Linked DNA regions of Mus musculus: region 2 is linked to region 1. A link is a contact called in public HiChIP or PLAC-seq data. All regions are on one chromosome and are shown on one strand. The core of a region is the stretch at or near the end of the contact, and the rest is flanking DNA. Distances in the headings are between cores, read along the strand shown. Region 1 overlaps Zfp365 (zinc finger protein 365). Region 2 overlaps Arid5b (AT rich interactive domain 5B (MRF1-like)).

Region 1 (2,719 bases), core at 61-2,560:
GCCCTGACAGGGTTCTAAAGGGTTCTGTGGGAGTGCACAACCCTTTGTCACTACAATTAGGGGTGTGGAAATGGTTTCTGCAGGGAGACCTTGAGGTTACAGATAGCAGTAAGACAGGGGACCAGGGAGAGGTTTTAGCTGAGAGATCAGCTTGTCACAGGTGTGAATCTGGCTGGGTGCTAAGATGCAGGAAGTCAGAAAGATAAGAAATGGTCTTTTATAGCAAGTTGGAATAGGTGATAGGGGCCATCTGTTGTCGCTCCTTAATAATGTTCAACGAATGCATGCAAATTGTGAATATCATACATGATATATTGTTCACTTCTGTCAGTTTGTTCACCCATGCTATGTGTATGTGAATATGTATGTTTGCATGTGTGCTTGAGTTTATGTGTGCGTGAAAGTGCATGTGTGGCCTGTGTGTGTGTGGTGTGTCTGCCTGTATTTGTGTGTATATGCGTGTGTATTATGTCTGTGTGTGCACCTGTGTGTGTACATGAGTGTTTGTGGTGTGTCTGTGTGTGCATGTGTGCATGTGTAATTTCTCTGTGTGTGCATGTGTGTGGGTGCTTGTGCATGATGTGTGTTTAGTATGTCTGTGTGTGTGTGTATGTGTGTGTGTGTGTGTGTGTGTGTGTGTATGTGTGTGTGTGTGTGTGTCTGAAATCCAGAAGTCAACCTTGGATGTAGTTCTTCAGGTGCCATCCACCTTGCTTTTGAAGATAGTCTTTCACTGGTCTTGGGCTCACAAATAGGCTAGGATGGCATGCCAGTGATTGTCTGTCTGACTCTACCTCCGCTGTGCTGGGATTATAGCCTGGAGGCCACCACACCAAGATGTTTTTATCCCCTGAGCCTTCTCCTCCCTGCACCTACCACTGTCTAAATTAGCTTCTAGGTGTGATGATCACATGACAGTGCATTTTGATTTTTTTCCCCAAGGTTAGCTGCCTTTAACTCATCTCGGAAGAGGTGATCCAAGGGTTGGCAAGTTAAAGGTATTTATTATCATGCCTGAAGACCTGAGTTTGAACCCCAGAATCCACATAGTAGAAAGAGAGAATTCAGTCCTGTGACCCTCACATATTCACTCTGGCATGTACATGCATGTTTGTGAGAATGCACACACACACACACACACACACACACGCAAGTAAATAAATAAATACAATAATAAAAGTAATATATTCAGCTTGCAGAGTTTATGGCTGTCCTATAAATGACTAAAGAGATGAGTAAGCAAATATTCTCTTCTCACTAAAGTTCTGGCCTTATAGAAAGGGCTTTCCCCTCTGTGCCTCCTTTGGCTGTGTTAATTTCAAAATGCCTTTGAGTCCTGGGGATGAATCAGTGTCTCAGGGCTGCAGATCACTCTGCATAGTGATGAAGCTTCAATGTCAAATTCTTACACCGTGCCTGGCATTTCCCCCCTTTTAGAGTCAAATGTTACTTTTAATAGGCATACTTTCCATAAAATCTTGGGTTTAATTCTATTTTGCTCTTCTTCTTAAAGAGTAAGTGGTAAAGATGGGACAGGAAGTGACTTAGGAGTAGTTAAAGAGATTTATTCCCCCTACACCCTGGCTTAATTTCACTAAGATTGGCCCTTATCTTTGTGTCTGGCCTTTGGAAGCGTCACACAGTGTTCTGACTCAGCAGGACAAGAACCTAAATTATAGCCATGAATGAGTTTCACTGTCCTGTAAGATTGCATCATGTTCTGCTCCTTCTTAGTCATAAGCCTTGACATTGGATATTTCGGGCTCTACTGCTTATAATGTCTGCCTTAGCCACCACACAAAACGTCCTAACTGCTAGCCCAAACCACAGATTTTAGGAAAAGTATCTCCCTCAGAACAATTTAGTGGGAAGAGGGACATTGTTTCTAAAAAGTTTCACAGGTATGGTTTACTTGTAAATTTTTTATTCATTGTTGTTGCCTGTGTGGGTGGGTGTGGCTGGGCGGAGTGGAGGTCAAAGGACAATTTTCAGGAGCTGGTAGTCTCCTATTTTTTGTTGGTTGTGGAGACCAAACTCAAGTTGCAGGCTCATGCTGCCAGCTCTCTTACTCAGTGAGTCTGCTCACCCACCCTCGGAGCACCTCCAACCGGCAGCTTCCCAGAGCCCAGCCAAGCTTCAGTAGCTCTATATTCAGTGGAGCACAAATTTACTGTTTGGGGGGCGGGGAATTAGATGAAAGAAATATGGGGTCACACAGAGACCCAGTGAGATGGCTAAGGAGTGTCTGAATCTCCTTCACGGACGGCAGCAGGTGACACCAGGCCAAACCTTAACAACAACTGGTAGTTTCTAAATGCGTATATGTGTGGGTTCTGAAGCCACATCATGAGTATTTTGTTCTCTTATATGGAGAGCCATTGTGCGCTGGGTGCCTTGAGCAAGTGTTTTATGGTTTAGAGTATAATTGCTACAGAAGTTATAAATACATTGTGGTTAACTTCCTGCGTTTTGGTGTTTTGGTGTTGAGGCAGAGTCTCACGTAGTCCAGGCCGTCCCTGAACTCACTAGGTAGTCAAGGATGACCTTGAACTTGGAAACCTCCACCTCCCAAGTGTTGAGCTTAACAGGCCATGCTCAACTGTATACGGTTCTAGGGATCAAACCCAAGGCTTCTCACATGCCAGGACAGCAGTCTACCAACTGAGTTACAGCCTCAGCTCTAACCTTTAGATTTCCCTACCCAGAAATCCCCTACCAT
Region 2 (2,719 bases), core at 105-2,604, 260 kb before region 1:
TAATTAAAAGAACATACCAAAGACAGATGTCTCTCATGCATGCCACTACATGCTACGAAACGGAGGAGCCACACCACAGCTCCCGTATTTACACAAAGCCCTGAAGTTGTCTGTGTCTAAGGAAACAAGCCAACTCATGCAGGCTGACCCCCAGGGGCCATCAGAGCTAAAGTCCATGGGAAGCTTATTTGCATTTAAATGGCAAATTGGAAACATTTTTCGAAGATAGTTGATGAACATATTCCAAAATGGCTTTCATTAAATAGGAGCCCAAGATGTGAATTTGCATAGATGGTGCTGGCCTTGTAAATTCTCCCGTGCTCCTTGGGAAAAAAACAGCTGAGAAGCAACAAGTTGGCTGCCTAATAAGGCCCCTAACGGACTTCCTTCTCAGGACTTTAGAGAGGTATAGACGCTAGCTGGCTCATTTACCTCTTGCTGCGTCTTTCCTCCATCCCCCAACTGAGCCTATGGACCACCTGGCCAGGCAGAACACCAAAGAGAGTGGCCCAAGGCTTTCCTCTCCCTCACGAATTGAGCATATGACTTGTGAGTCAATACAGGTGACAAGGTCAGTTTGTCTGTCCACTCACACATAATCCAATTGAGATTTATGGGTTATCAGCTATGTCCTTGTGTGGAATCCTACATAAGGAAATGAACCAGCGGGCCGTAGTACAATAAAGAACACAACCCCGTGCTACTTCCAGGAGCTCGCATTCCAGGGTGGGGACTTGCAAATTACAGTGCGAACTGTGAATAAATACCATCCCGGAGCAAAGTGAATCCTTCCTGTCAGCTTCGGCAGACAGAGAAGATAGTTTTAACTTTTGTTTTTTATTTTCCCCTTGCATATTTTACTGGAACTCACGTAACAGGGCCTGGCACATTTTACCCAGTGACTAATATATTAATCCCACTCTCCTCTTAGCCGTGTGGGAATGTCAGTTGAGTCAGGGTTTAAAAATGGGACTTGGGGAGATTTGCTCTAGATCTGTTGACTAATATCAATTAAACCCCAGAACATCACACACAAATTGAAGATGTCTTTTTCACTCTTCTTAAAGACCCAAAGATGCACCTAGCTAATAACCTGTTCCACATCCTTAATAAAGACCAGGCTAATTAAAAATTGTTTGCCGCCTGAAAATGAATAAATGAAGAACCATATATTAAAATCAGCAACTTCCTTTGGCAGAAGACGCTGAATGTGGGCTAGGGGGAATGAAAGAAATAATTGTGAGCTTTTTATCATCTATGATGACGCATACAAATGAGGGGTTGTGTCACCCTGACAAGGCACAGGGGGAAGGAGACTCTTGGCAGAATTGGCAGCCAGGGTTAGTATCTGCAGTACAGAAGCAAAAAGGATCAGAGTCAGTGTGTTATGTTTTAAATCTGAAATGCCGCCTCCCACCCCCCAGCCCCAGAGATTCATGCTTGGATTAATTGTTCCCACATGGTGGCGCTATTCTTCAAGTGTCATGGAGCCCTTGGGAGATGGAACCTAGCGAGCAAAAATTGGTCACTGGGGGTGGGTCTCTGAAGGTCTTGCTCTCCGCTCTGCTTGCTGACCTGTCCTAATGTAAAAATTTCTATCATATAGCCCAGTCCCCATGAACTAACCTGCTCCCACAGTGATGATGGGATTCCAGTCCTTCTGAAACTGGGAACCAGAAGAAGCCTTTCCTACCTGAGTAGCCAGGACGCTGAGTTTCTTCTTCTTTCTGTCCCCCACTTTTCTAGGCTGTACACCAAGCTACATCTTGCTCCATCCCTTATCTGTCATCTTGAGTCTCCCTTCTGTAGGCCTGTGATATGAGGCTCCTCACTAGCTGATGTGTTTATCTTGCAGTAAGAGGACAGAGGTGCCTCCCTTGGGTTCTGTAGAGCCTGGAAAGTTGGGACCTCTGTTTAGATCTTAATGTATGTTGTCCTCCATCAGGCTAGAACCTGTACATGCATGCTTCCTAAAAAAGAAACTCACTCATCTGACCCACCAGACTGGTGGTGACTTCTTTCTTCCTGCAGACTTTAATTGGAGCATCGCTCTTCCTAGATCTCTTCCCCTATGACTCCATGAGGTCAGTGTCTCTGTGACACTCCAAGAACCCTTACTGGTCCCTTTATACAACTCTCACAATCTCACTAGAGATATATTGGGATGCTTGATATCCTTTGCGTGTAGCTCACTGATCCAAGCTAGCAGTGAATAAACTGAGCTTAATCTATCTTAAATTCACAGAGGAACTGTATAGGAAGTATACGCCAGTTGCCCTTGCGGTCTGCTTTAAATAAGGCCCCGCTTGCTTGCATATCAAGCCAGGCTGCTGTGTAGAGTGAAGAAGCACAGAGCGAGAGCTGAAGAAGACGCATACATACCTTTAATCCCAGCTTTTGTGAGGTAGAGGCAGGAGGATCACTTCAAGTTTGAGGCACGTTCCAGGCTGGCTAGGGACCTAGCAAAACCTTGTCTCAAAGCCAGAAAAGAATAAAGAGGAAGATGGCAGAGCCAAGGCAGTAACTGACGACTGCTTGTGGGTCTGAGGTGGGTTCACTGACCGTTGCCTCTTGCTCCTAGTGTCTGTGTCTCGGGTTCCTCCTCTTTAGCATTATTAACCATAGCAATTGGCAATACCCAGCTACCGAGTATACTACAAGAGGACTTAGATGGCGAAGTGCCTAACATCCGACACCTACAGAGGATTACAACGCCTCC

The links. HiChIP or PLAC-seq counts read pairs in DNA pulled down with a chosen protein or histone mark.
Region 2: a contact with region 1 is called in an H3K27ac HiChIP or PLAC-seq map of the NIH/3T3 cell line, with 3 times the contacts expected there. The contact joins two enhancer-like sites. A contact is called at or near these places in 2 of 484 Hi-C or Micro-C datasets (cortical neurons and nephron progenitors), 2 of 115 datasets of contacts at active chromatin or transcription factors (the NIH/3T3 cell line and pancreatic cancer cells) and 1 of 9 other capture datasets (adipose tissue).

The regions. Positions count from the first base shown.
Region 1 is chr10:67,898,117-67,900,835 of GRCm38.p6, reverse strand. The region is part of intron 2 of Zfp365 (zinc finger protein 365); the gene reads left to right. Among named protein-coding and RNA genes, the nearest start is that of Zfp365, 13 kb to the left of the region's middle. Within about 2 kb of position 1,310, at least 72 of the 459 cell types and tissues checked have an H3K27ac peak or open chromatin away from gene starts, as enhancers often do. A contact at or near this core is called in the NIH/3T3 cell line and pancreatic cancer cells, where this site is marked.
Region 2 is chr10:68,155,041-68,157,759 of GRCm38.p6, reverse strand. The region is part of intron 4 of Arid5b (AT rich interactive domain 5B (MRF1-like)); the gene reads left to right. It overlaps Gm51770 (a long non-coding RNA gene), which reads right to left. Exons shown (of 3, transcript XR_003948901.1): 1 at 1,627-2,719. Among named protein-coding and RNA genes, the nearest start is that of Gm51770, 5.3 kb to the right of the region's middle. Within about 2 kb of position 1,354, at least 72 of the 459 cell types and tissues checked have an H3K27ac peak or open chromatin away from gene starts, as enhancers often do. A contact at or near this core is called in the NIH/3T3 cell line and pancreatic cancer cells, where this site is marked.